Regions from separate parts of the Cricetulus griseus genome. Here region 1 is linked to region 2. Evidence: chromatin contacts called from public Micro-C data. All regions are on one chromosome and are shown on one strand. Each heading gives the region's core, a stretch centred on a gene start, on an enhancer-like site or on the middle of the called end of the contact. The rest is flanking DNA. Distances are from core to core; before and after follow the strand shown. Region 1 overlaps Sytl3 (synaptotagmin-like protein 3). Region 2 holds the start of Tulp4 (tubby-related protein 4).

The links. Hi-C and Micro-C count contacts between places; a contact is called where the count stands out from the background.
Region 1: a Micro-C map of the CHO-K1 cell line shows a contact between it and region 2, with 2.6 times the contacts expected there. The contact joins the enhancer-like site here to the promoter of Tulp4 in region 2. A contact is called at or near these places in 3 of 8 Hi-C or Micro-C datasets (the CHL-YN cell line and the CHO-K1 cell line).

The regions. Positions count from the first base shown.
Region 1 is chr2:287,448,249-287,454,565 of CriGri-PICRH-1.0, reverse strand. Sytl3 (synaptotagmin-like protein 3) reads right to left here. Exons shown (of 15, transcript XM_035440437.1): 3 at 2,598-2,662. Among named protein-coding and RNA genes, the nearest start is that of Sytl3, 11 kb to the right of the region's middle. Within about 2 kb of position 1,970, at least 3 of the 6 cell types and tissues checked have open chromatin away from gene starts, as enhancers often do.
Region 2 is chr2:287,218,836-287,224,929 of CriGri-PICRH-1.0, reverse strand. It overlaps Tulp4 (tubby-related protein 4), which reads right to left and starts at 2,869. Exons shown (of 16, transcript XM_035440433.1): 1 at 2,849-2,869.

The sequences.
Region 1 (6,317 bases), core at 721-3,220, 230 kb before region 2:
TCTCCACTCTCCCTTCCCCCCATCTCCTCCTGCTTAGATCTCACTTTCTTTTGATGGGAGTGAACCCAGGGTCCCACACGGGCCAGGCCAGTGCTCTATAAAGCCTTAGCTCCAGTCAGCCTCACTTTCCGATTTTTAAATGAACACATAGTGCTTACAGGCAAAACAAAAGCGCAAATGGAATTCGATGCTTCCAAGAGGGCCAGAGTATGGGGAGAAGGCAGCTGCCCATCCTGCTGAGCATACCAAATGAAATGCCCTTCCTAGAAGGTGTGTTGGCAAAGCAGCAGCATAACCCTTTCAAGTGTTCCCGCATCCAACCAGCCACCCTCCTTTTGAGAAATCTAGCCAAGGGAATCACACAGAAATGCCAAGCCCCCGTACAAGATGTTCACCACAGTGATCTGCCGAGGAAAAAATCAAATAAAACGGTGTCGTGCCTGCCAGTTGGGGAAAGGTTGAACAAATTGTAGCAGCTCTGTTGATGTATAAAGTCATTGGTACGTTTCAGACGGTGTCTGTGGTGGTTTGAAGGAGAAATGTCCCTCACAGGCTCATGTATTTGAATACTTGGTCCCCCGGCTGGTGATGCAGTTTGGGGAGGCTATGGAACCTTAAGGAGGTGGAGCCTTAGTGGAGGAAGGGTGTGGGCATTGAGGGTTTATAGTCTGGTCCCACTTCCTGTTCTCTCTCTCTCTCTCTCTCTCTTCTCTCTCTCTCTCTCTCTCTCTCTCTCTCTCTCCTCTCCTCTCTCTCCTCCCTCCTCCCTCCCTCCCTCCTCTCCCTCCCTCCTCCCTCCCCTCCCCCTCCCTCCCTCCCTCCCCCCCTCCCTCCTCTCCCTCCCTCTCTCTCTCTCTCTCTCTCTCTCTCTCTCTCTCTCTCTCTCTCCCCCCTTCCTGTGTGAGGATGCAATGGGATAAGTCAGCATACTGCTCCTGTCGCCAACCATGCCATGCAGTGCCGTGCCGTGCCATCCCTGCCAGGATGGCCTCTATCCACCCGGAACTATATACCAAAATAAACCTGTTTTTTCTTTTTTCTTCCCTCTCTCCGAGACAGGGTTTCTCTGTGTAGCCCTGGCTGTCCTGTTACTCACTCTATAGACCAGGCTGGCCTCTAACTCAGAGATCCGCCAGCCTCTGCCTCCCCAGTGCTGGGTTTAAAGGCGTGCACCACCACCACCTGGCCAAACCCCTTCGTCTAAGTTGCCTTAGCTTTGGTGTGAGTGTTTTATCACAGCAAGAGAAAAGTAACAAAATGTTGGCCCACCCCCCAGTACTTGGATCTCACTCATGTGAGCCTGGCACTAACACAGCCCCAGCCCTAGATCTTTCAAATGTACTCATTTAACCTGCATTTAGCTTTATTATCTTTGGTGTGTGGATGCGTCTATGTGTGTGGGAGCCACGCACATGCCGCTGAGAGTTGCCTGTGGAGGTGGAGGACCACTTCTGGCGTTGGTCCTCCTCTCTCGTTTGAGTGAGAGACCTGCTAATTAACACTGCACACACCCGACCGGCTGCTGTTGGCTCTCTGGGGTGCCCCCGCCTTGTTTATTTGATACAGTGACTCTCACTGGCTGGGAACTTGCGCAGCAGGGTAGGCTGGCTGCCATGCAAGCCCTCAGGATCTGCCTGTCTCTGCATCCACAATGATTAGCTTGGACCACCAGGCCCGGCCTTTTCTAAGGTGGGTTCTGGGGGTGGAGCGCAGGTCCAAATCTGCTTGATCAACTGAGCCCTGATCGAAGTTATTTCTAATTAAGGATCACGAACAAAATACTGGATGAGCAGATTTCAAAACGATTTTTAAATGATTATAAAAGTAGTTTCTACTCGTATAGAGACGCGGCACAAAAGTGCCTTGTAACTATCACAGAAAACCTTGCACACAGCGGACTCCCGGAAAAACAGCTCCGGAAGCAGGAAGTCTGGCAAAGCAGAGGAGGAAGTGGGACAGACAGGGCGGGACCGCTGGCAAAGGTAACCAATCGGCTGTGTTCAGGAACAGGCATGCTCACATAGGAGGGAGGGGAAGGTCAGGTGTCAGGGCCTAAACCGTACTCTCAAGTCCTGGGAGGTTGCTGCTGTTGTCTGAGGTCCTGTACTAGGTAGGTCCCAAAAGGCCAGATCAAACAAAAACGGAGTCACTCATGCTAAAACTAACCCTCCGGAAGAGGAAAGATCCCAAATAGAATGACACCCTGGAGCCAGGCGAGCCTACTTGACCTGAGTCGCATAGTTAGTCCTTACAACCCCTTTACAAGTTACCCTTAGATGGCTGTTAGCCCTCACCAAAATAAGTAAGCCGAAGTAACCGGGCGTTAGGTACTGAGCTTGTCCCCACCTTGCAAACCCCACTGCCTGCCACTGCTTAGGGGTGACTGCTTAAGATACACTAAGCTGCCGCCTCGGTTCCCGGTACACAAGTTTTTAAAAGCCAGCCAGACCCGTCACTAAAAACATTGTCATTTCATGTACCAGGAGGTGGTTTTTGTTTGTTTTAGTTGAAAGAAAGAAAAAAAAAAACCTCAGTGCCAAAATATTTGAAAACTAGAGACACTTGTTTTAAGGGAGTTAAGTTTTAAGAGCATTTACCTTCAGTTGGGAATTTCCTGGCGCGCTCCTCGAAGAACCATTCTCCAGTTTTGATTTTCACAACTCTGAAAAGCAAGCAGAATTATCTCGTTGAGAGCAGGCCTCACTCTAGCTCGAGCTGACCTAGAACTCACTGCCCAGCCCACCCTCACACTCATAGCACCTCTCCTGCCTTAGCTTCTCAAGTGTTGAGATTGAAGGAGTGAGCCATTATAAGACCTCATAACACCTTATATAAATAAATAAATATAATATTTACGTATTAAAACAATAGTACTATTTTTGTACGGGTACTTTGCCTGCATTATGTCTGTGCACCAAGTGCATTCCTGGTGTCTTCGGAGGCCAGAACAAAGTGCCAGATCCCTTGGAACTGGAGTTACAGGTAATTGGTAGCCACTGGGCCTGCCCTGACCTCTCTCTATGTGGGCCATGGAATCCAACCTTTCGGCTTCTCTGGATCAGTTGAATGAAGAAGAATCGTCTTGGCCCACATGCTCCTACCCAACCCAAGGCCAGCTTTGAATGTGGCCCCAACACAAAATTGTAAACATTAAAAACATTGAGTGGTGTGTGTGTGCGTCTGTGTGTGATTTTCTTTTATAACTTGTGCAATGCTCAAACATACCATCCTGGTTTGTCCTCTGTGCTGTGATAAAACACTGACCTGAAGGTTTGTTCGGCTTCCAGCCCATCACCAAGGGAAAGCCAGAGCAAGAACTCAGGCAGGAACTGAAGCAGAAACCACAGGAAAACGCTACTGACTGGCTTGCTTTCTCTCGATGGTTTGCTCAGCCTGCTTTCTTAGACAAAGCAGGACCACCTGCCCAGGGATGGCACCACCCACGATGGGCTTGGCCCGCCCATATCAATCATCAATCAAGAAAATGCCCCACAGACTTGCCCACAGGTAAATCCAATGGGTGCAATTATTCAAGTAATGTTCCCTCTTCCAAGGTGACTTTCAGTTTGTGTCTGGATGACAAAAACTAACCTTGTAGATGACAAGGTTGTGTCCAGGTGTCACTTAAAATAAACTCTTGCAACCTGAGAGCTATGGGTTGAACACTCCAGGAAGGCAGGGAGGCTGGAATTATAAACATTGGAAACCTGGTGCTCATTCTGCTTCTAAAAGTACCACTTTATGGTCCTCAACCCTGCTAATGCCGAATTAGCAAAAGAGAAGTAACCGTTGAAGGTGCTTTGCAAATTCAAGCACAGATGTTTGCTAATGATGAGGCCAGAGGAGCCCAGCAAAAAGCTGTTTTGACCTCACTGGTAGGAGCAAGCAGAGAATTAAAGAGGCATGTGGGGACACATCTTCGCTTTGTACCAAACTGCTACATCTGCAGGTGGGGATGCAGTTACATTTGTGCTTTATGTGCTGAGAAAGTGGACATGATGTCCCCCAGACGCTGAAGGTATTTTCACCAATCAACCGACAAGAGGTTGAAGATGGGGGCATCTGTGTCTTCACAATTCTTTGAATGCCTGATGCCATGTAGTCTGCTCTCTAGGGCCCTGATGGCAAAGAAGCCTGAAGAGCACCCCCAAAATACCCCAGTGGCTTGCCAGATGCTTGGGAGGCAAATACTCCGAACACAGCAATGGCCTGCTGTGTAACAGAGCCACAGGTTTCCTGCATGGGCCAGTGCGGCCTCTAACTTTTAAGAGTGTTTTGTGCTCTCACCCAATTAAAAAACTTTCCTTCAAACAACCCTGCAGCTAAGCTTTGCAGTGGCGAAGCAAATAGTGTGGGTTTGTTTTGTCTGTCCACAAGCCCAGCTGATCTGCTTTCATCGCTGGTACAGGAAAACAGGCAGATGTTTGTGATTAAATCCTAGGCAACTGTGAGAAGAGTAGAGACTCTTAATGAAGATAAAGCAATGATTTTATCACGCTGTTATCAACCCTTCTTGCAAAACATTCACCATGTCCCTTCCTTAACCCAAGGCCCTCTTTCCATCACACCCAGACACACTCACAGGTCCCAGCACAGTGTACTGGTGAATAAATGAATATTTCGACCTCTCCAGGGAGCTCCCTGAGAAGAAAGGGATGAGGTGGGATCCGGCATGGATAAGGGCTATAGCCTTCAAGGGCGGTTTCATGTTGCCAAAAGGACTGAGCACCAGGGAAGAAGCATTCGCTCTTGGCACAGTCCCAACCCAGAGGTTTGAAGAGACAGCAAAGAGCAGCTGGCAAAATGCCACAGGCAATATCCATGGAGCCTGCAAAACCAGGGGAATGGCCAGGCAGAGCAAGCGTCACCATGGCAACCAGAAAGTACTAGCAGGAAGCAGCTTTTAAAAACATGGCTGTTGCCTCTGCAAAAGAACCTCAACCACAGCAGGAAATCAGGCTGGAGTGAGGAGACACAGGGCAAGAGCAGGAGACAGAGTGGAGTGGAGGGGATTAGGGCATTAATCAGGGCCAAACCCTGTTGATGCCCAATAAAAGGCACAACCAGCAGGCAGTGGTGTCAAATTACTTCAATCCCTGCACTCAGGAGGTAGAGGCAGGCAGATCTCTGAGTTCAAAGCCAGTCTGGTCTACAGAGTGAGTTCCAGAACAGCCAGGGATATACAAAGAAACCCTGTCTGAAAAAAAAAAAAAAAAAAACCAGCCAAAACCACACACACACACACACACACACACACACACACACACACACACACACACACACACACACAAGGCAGAACCAAATCAGCTAAGTCCTGACTGAGGTTAGCTCAGCTGCTTTCTCAGAACACAGAAGAAACAGATGGAAATGCGGAAGAGAGAAGGCAGCAGAGAGTGTGGCCAAGCTGCTTACTAACAGTTATTCTCCAGGCTGGGTTGTAGCTTAGTGGCCTGGTGTCTACAGGGCTCTAAGTTCAATCCCCTCTAAGTAAAAGACAAGAAAGAAAGAGGGGGATAAAAGCACAACAGAAAAATCAAATCGAAGAGGAAATGTTGGCTTAGAAATGGGAGAATTCAAGAGGCTGAAAATCAAAAATTGAAAAGTATGTTTGTTGTTTGGTCCATAAAGATCAAGTGGAGAGTCCCCCATTCCCAGAAACATTTTAACTATAAGAACTAGAAAGGGGGGCTGTGGGAGTTTAAATGTAATTGCCCCATAAGCTCTTGGGAAGAGGCACTATTAGGAGGTGTGGCCTTGTTGGAGGAAGTGTGTCACTGTGGAGGTGGGGTTTGGGTCTCATATATGCTCAAGCCATGCCCACTGACTCAGACTACTTCCTGTTGCCTGCAGGTCAAGATGTAGAACTCTCAGCTCCTTATTTAGCACCATGTCTGCCACCTTGTAGCATGGTGATAATGGACTGAACCTCTGAAACTGTAAGCTACCCCAATTAAATGTTTTCCATTACAAGAGTTGCTGTGGGGGGCTGGAGAGATGGTTCAGTGGTTAAGAGCACTGACTGCTCTTCCAGAGAACCAGGGTTCAATTCCCAGCACACACATGCTGGCTCACAACAGTCTGTAACTCCAGTTCCACGGGACCCAACACCCTCACGCAGACATGCATGCAGGTACAACACCAATGTAAAAACACTATGTAAAAAATGAATTCGTTTTTTTTTTAAAAAAAAAAAAGAAAAAGAAAGAGTTGCTGTGGTCATGGTGTCTCTTCACAGTAACAGAAACCCTAACTAGGACAGGGGCATCTCGAGGGCATAAAGAACGTGTGATAAAACACCTTCAGATGTCTCTGCAATG
Region 2 (6,094 bases), core at 1,620-4,119:
AAAACTCTCTTCACAAACAACAACATCAACTAGTACTATCAGTAATAATAAACTCTACTACTACTACCATTAATCATCATCTCTTCATGAGGCCATACTAAGAGCACCTGCTGCTCTTAGAAGACCTGATTTTGGTTCCTAACATCCATATCAGATGGCTTATAACCACCTGTAACTCCATCAAGAAGATCAATCCATCACCCTCTTTTGTATGTGCTTCATATAGCACACACACACACTCAGGCACAAACACATAAAAGAAAGACAAAGAGGAGAGGTATAAAAGGGGGGCAAGGAAAGGAAAACTCATTATAAAAATACATAAAAGCTGTTTTCATGTATCATCCATCTTTTTAAGAGTTAAAATTCCATTTGAAGTTTTAGTGGTGGGGGCGAGTTATGAATAAATTCAACTCTTATGTCTCCATGTGAGAACCAGAAAGTCAATATGATTCACATTCATCGTTTCTAAGTTATTTAAAATACGTGCAGTAAATACACTGCTATTCCCCACAACATGGGTAAGGATGGCTTTCTATTCATCCTCCAAGCCTGAAAGCTCCACAGTGTTAAAAACATTTTTTTTCTTACATGATTTCCTATAACTCAGTACAGCATGCTTCCAAGTCTAGAGGGCAACACCTCTTCCATCACCTGAAAATACTGCTATTTTTCACAGCCCTTATTAAAACAGTCTTTGATGTTTTAAAGAAATTCTCATCATCTAGTAACTGTTTCACACAAATTACTCTTCTTTAATTGAGAAAGTAAACACTAGATTTGGCTATTCACAAATGCTCATACAATCATTTATCCAACAGTAGCACAAAAAAAGGACACATGACTCCCCATTCGGACCTTGGCTATCACTACATTACTTTACCTCAACTCCCAGCCCACCTGAAGGCTAGGAGTCTTCCCATGGGTTTTCTGGGTTGTTGTATGGCTATATACAAGGGCCCAGTCCCTCACGTCCATCCCAACCTGGACTCTCCAGGAACAGGGCACCGTCCCCCTGGGCTTCCTGCAAGAACTCAACTCCCACCAAGGAGTGGAGACTCCAGGTACACAAAAAACGGGCTCAAAATAAGAGGATCCTGGAACTGTTCTTACATCCCTCTGAACCTTAGAAATAATTTCCTTGTACCTGCTTCAAGGACTTAAGGAAATACCCTCAAGATGCTTGACCACAGTAAAATAAAGAGTTGGGCCTGGTGTGGTGGCACAAGCCCTTAATCTCAGCTCTGAAGGCAGAGGCGGGCGATCTCTTTTGAGTACCAGGGCAGCCTGGTCTACTCAGTTAACTTCCAGGCCTGCCAGGGTTAAACAGACCCTGTCTCAATAAATAAAAAGAAAGAAAACTAAACAGTAATTTTTAAAAAGGGAGTCCCCAAATAGAAACCCTGAAAACAGTTCCCTCCCCTCAGGGAATAGATTATCCCCAGAGGGAGAAGTCTTAACTTGACTTTCGGATTACCTACCTGGGCAGGTTGGCAGGCAGAAAGAAGAGGCCCCTAAGTGACATCAACCCCACTGACAACTGTCAACCCCTCCACCTCCAATTCAAGTCACAAAGCTAGATGGCCCTCACCTTCCCAACCAAGCGGTGCCTCCACAGAAAGTAGTGGGGACCTCCTTGCTAATTGCCCCCAAACGATGAAACTTCGCGTCAGCACCAGGAGCTGGGTTAGGAGGGCGCAGGGGCGCAGAGGAAGGGTTGGCGCTGGGAGCGGAATCTCCGTGATTTGCCAGAGGAAACCGCACAGGCTCCAGACAGCAGGAGCGCCGGGATTTCCATGCAGCTGCCACGACAGGTGACCGGGCCGCTTTGCAGACAGACACCCCGCTTACCCGCTGGCTGGCGGGGCTTGACTCAAGGTGGGGAGGGCAGGGAGGAGAAAGAGGGAAAGGAGACCCGCCCGGGACCCCGAGGCCGGCAGATAGACTAGGGACCGCGGGGAGGCCGGGCCGACGAAGCCAGTCTCCCTGGGAAAACCGTTGGAAGGGATTTTTCCTGTCTCCACAATTAAGAAGAAGAAGAAGAAGAAGAAGAAGAAAAAAAAAAAATGGCTCCAAGCCAAACGCCTCCTGATTTACACACACACGCCTGAGCTCCCCGGTCGGCCCATCTCCTCGCACGCCGGAACAAAAGGCGAACGAGAGAGCGGACGAGCAAGGCGCGGGCCGCCCGAGCTGGGGGTCCGCTGAGGAGCCCCGCGCGCGGCGCCGGCCGCTCCCACCGCGCCCACCGCCCCGGCCCCGCCGCCCCGGTCCCCGCCGCCCTGGTGCAGCCTCACCTCCCGAGCGGCCGTGGCGGCGGCCCCGCGCCTCTCCGCCTCCGCCTCCGGCAGCCCCTCGGCGCCGCGCCGCCGCCGCCGCCTCCCCCACCCCCGCGTCTCGGCCGAGACTCCGCCTCCCTCAGCGCCGCCGCCAGTCGGGCTGGGGCCACGTGACGGCGCCACGTGACCCGGCGCCTCCCCAGCCCGCCCCAAGCGGACCCGCGGCGGTGGCGCTGCCCGTTGCGAGCGCGCGGGCTGGGCGGGCGAGCGGGCTGGGCGGGCGAACGGGCGAGCGGGCGCGCGGGCGCGCGCGCGGGGTGCGGTCTCGATCCTCCCACGCGCCGCCCGCCTCCGTCGCGGCCACGGCGCCCAGCCTGGACCACGGCACCTGGAATCGCCCAGAGCTTCGCCGCCTCCTCCGGAGTGTGCTCACACGCGATCCGGTCTGCGTTTGCCAGCGGGGGCCGGAAGTGGACATCACGCCGGCTCCCACCCAGAGCCCCTGGCGAGCACACGGCGGCTTGTACTATGAGCCAGCGTGGCTCCCGTGGAAACAGCCATTCAAGTACCTTCAGCGGTGCTGCTGCTGTCACGTCAGTGCTCCCTCCAGTCGCTTAAAGGGAGAAAAGGATCCGTAGCGTCACGTTAAGTCACACAGGCAACCAGGCTTCACACACAGCCTTTCCCCCCTCTATTAAATGGATGGGCTAAGAACGGAAACTTGTGCCACCCCTCGGTTTTTCCATCGTTACAAAGAAAGCGTTGCTGGGTGTAGAGAATGCGTGGTTTAAAATTTAAAAATAGGCAAGATCAGCATCTTAAGGCAAGGCTAAGAACAGGAGACGCTCTCTCAAAGTGTGAGGCACTGCTTTCTATTTCTGTCTATCTGCAAACGTTTAAAAGCATTTTACGGTTTTGTGTGTGTTTGTTCATTACAGACAGGGTCTTCTTTAGCGCAGGCTAGCCTCAAACTCAATTCTCCTGCCTCAACCTCTTGAATGCTGGGATTTCGAGCCACCGTGCCTAGCCAATTCATATTTTAAATGTTTCCTTCCATTAATTCTATCAGAAGTCTGAGTAAGAGTCCGTCAGGCTCTAACACTGTGCTGGATATTTTACAAATGCCAACAGAGGTATGTTTGTTTTTGAGACAGGGTCTCACTATGTCTCCTGGAACTCTGTGTAGACCAGGCTGGCTTGGAACTCACGGAGAGCCACATGCTGGAACAACAAGGCTGTTCTTTCTATCGTACTCTGTATCTGTTAACACTGTATCTTACTATTCTTTCTGTTCTCTGTTTTGTAACTGCTTCCCGTGCCTGGCCCCTTCCTTACCCCTTAAAAAGTCTGTTCTCTTTGATGACATTTCCAGAAGGAAGGCGGCTTGCTTAAGATCTTAAGCTTGGGTCTCACCTGGGGACTCACTTGAGTAATCTGTTAAGTCGGTTGTGAATCTGCATTTTACACTTTAAAACCCTTTCTAATTATGGAATGAAGAGATTTGCCTCTTATTTAAATACCTGAAGCAACTGGGAGCCATTAGAAGGGAGATTTGGAAAGGGGACCCTTCTACTGGCCTCTGAAATCCCACTGGCCCAGTAGTTTCCATTTTATTGTGCTTAAAATATTTTTTTCAGTGTTAGAATTTTAACGACACAGTTGGAGAAATTAAACCAATAAACAATAACTGCCGAAGATGGTTACTGCAATGAATAGCATCTCTTTATTCAGTAATACTGGTTCAATTCCTAACTGGCTTTCCTTTGGCTCTAAGTTCAAGTTGGAGAAAACTTCTTCCCACACTATTAAAATGTGAGGGATGTGTGGTCTTTTTTTGGACATTACACTCTCTTCTGCCTTGTGGCCACACATTGAGCTCAGAGTTGAACTGATAGTCATTCTGGTTTAAGAGCATGATGACACCATTGTGACATAAACATTGTGTGCTCTCCATTGTGTGGCTGAGCCTCTGTGAAGGAAGGTGGGAACAACAAAACTGGTCCAGCAGGCACAAGGGCTCTGCAGTTATAACTAGGTGACTCTTGGTCCCTCCTTGCCTCTCCATCCTTCTCTTGACACCCTATCACATTACTGAGATCCTGGGACCCCAGAGATCCTGTCACAAGATCTCTTTCCTTTCTCCCTGCTACCCAGTATCAGTGTGAGTATCTCCCTTCCCTGGCTGTTACAAAATCCAAAGCCCAAAGTCTTTGCTGATTCAACCCTTCAGCCACCAGGATATTCAGCACATGCCCATGGAAGCTGGAGCCAGAGCTTTTGGAGAATAAGATACAAGCCTTTAGTCTTTCACTGTGTTCTGAGAGCCAAAAATGTTGGTGCCAGCTTAGGCTTCATTACTGGAAACACAGCAGAAAGGACAAATGCCCACATCCCCTGGACTGCTCTAAGCTAAGTCACACCCACACTCCTACCAATGTGTAGAGGGACTGAGGCTAGAACAGGGCAAATTATGATGAGTGGTGGGGGGAGTAAGAACTCTAGCCACTGTCTTATGTCAAGCAGTTTCACAACTAGCTGTTGAGGACAAAAATGTTTAACCCCCAAAGAAACTTAGGTTCACTTGCTGAAGCTGGGCTTGCCATCTTTACTGATCTCCTACTCTGGACCACACTGTCCAGAACAAAAGCTCTGTGTGGGGATTTGCAAGGTAGGAAGCTGGTTCAGATAAAGAAAGAGCCCATATCAGGGTGACCCTAGAGGAAAGTGGATAACCAGCCCTGACTGGCAGTCTTGGATTTGTTGCCACCATTTTATTTCTCCGATGAGCTGGGCTCTACACTCAGAACTTCAGATCCCATCTGTGCCTCTCTGCCTTAGAGCCTAAAACTCCAGTCAGCCAAATATTTCCTCTTCCTCGTCCTTCTCAATGTTGCCCAGCAAAGTCACAGCTGGACCCAAAGCCTAGGACCAAAAGACTGCTTGGCTCTCTTCGTAAGGGAGCAAATGGGGAACAAGAAAATAGCTTTACGAAATGAGATCAAGCTTTTGCATTTGTGACCTTGGTGCAGTCTGAAAGCAGAGAGGTGGACAGGGTGGCACACATGGCCCGCAGCTGGAACAGCTTTTCCTTCCTTTTCCTTTTCTTTGGCTATCCCCAAACACTGTTTCTGGAATTACGTTAATGGTGCCTCACCTCTTGCTGCTGTTTTCTGTTTGCTATGTTGTCTTTTGACAGGGTTTCACTATGTGTCCCAGGCTTGCTTGAAACTAGTGACCTTCCAGCCGAATCTTCCAGAATGACAGGGTAACAGATATGTGCCACCACACCTGGCCCTTGATTAGCAGAAGTCTCTAGAAGGGAGAAGTTACTTATAAAAGAAACTCCCATTCCTGTGGGAGAAATGAGACCAATACCCCAGGCCCTCTCTTGCATGAGGCTGTCAAGAACAGTGGCTGAAGGGTTAAGAGGGGTGTTGAAAGTGAGAGAGGAGAGGGAGATGGAGCTCTGTGGCTCTCCTGTGGAAGCCTGTGTCGGGGCGCTAAGGGGTTATATGCTGGGACAGTTTGACCCAAACTTGAAGATGCAGCTGCCCTCTAGGAAACAGCTACCTTAGGGTTGGCAGCTGGGGGGCCATAAAGTCTGAGGTTGAAGACATCAGAGTAATGTAGTGAAACCAGAGTAAACACATGAAACACTCTGCCTCACCAATGTTGTTTAACCCATTTGCTCTATTGTGTTTCGGCTTTGTTTTAACCACCACTAGGAAGAATGAATCAAAAGTCCTGAAGGTGGAACAGATTTCGGGCAGAGCTCAGTGGTGGAGCATTCTATTGATTCCTCTTCTATTGCTGTG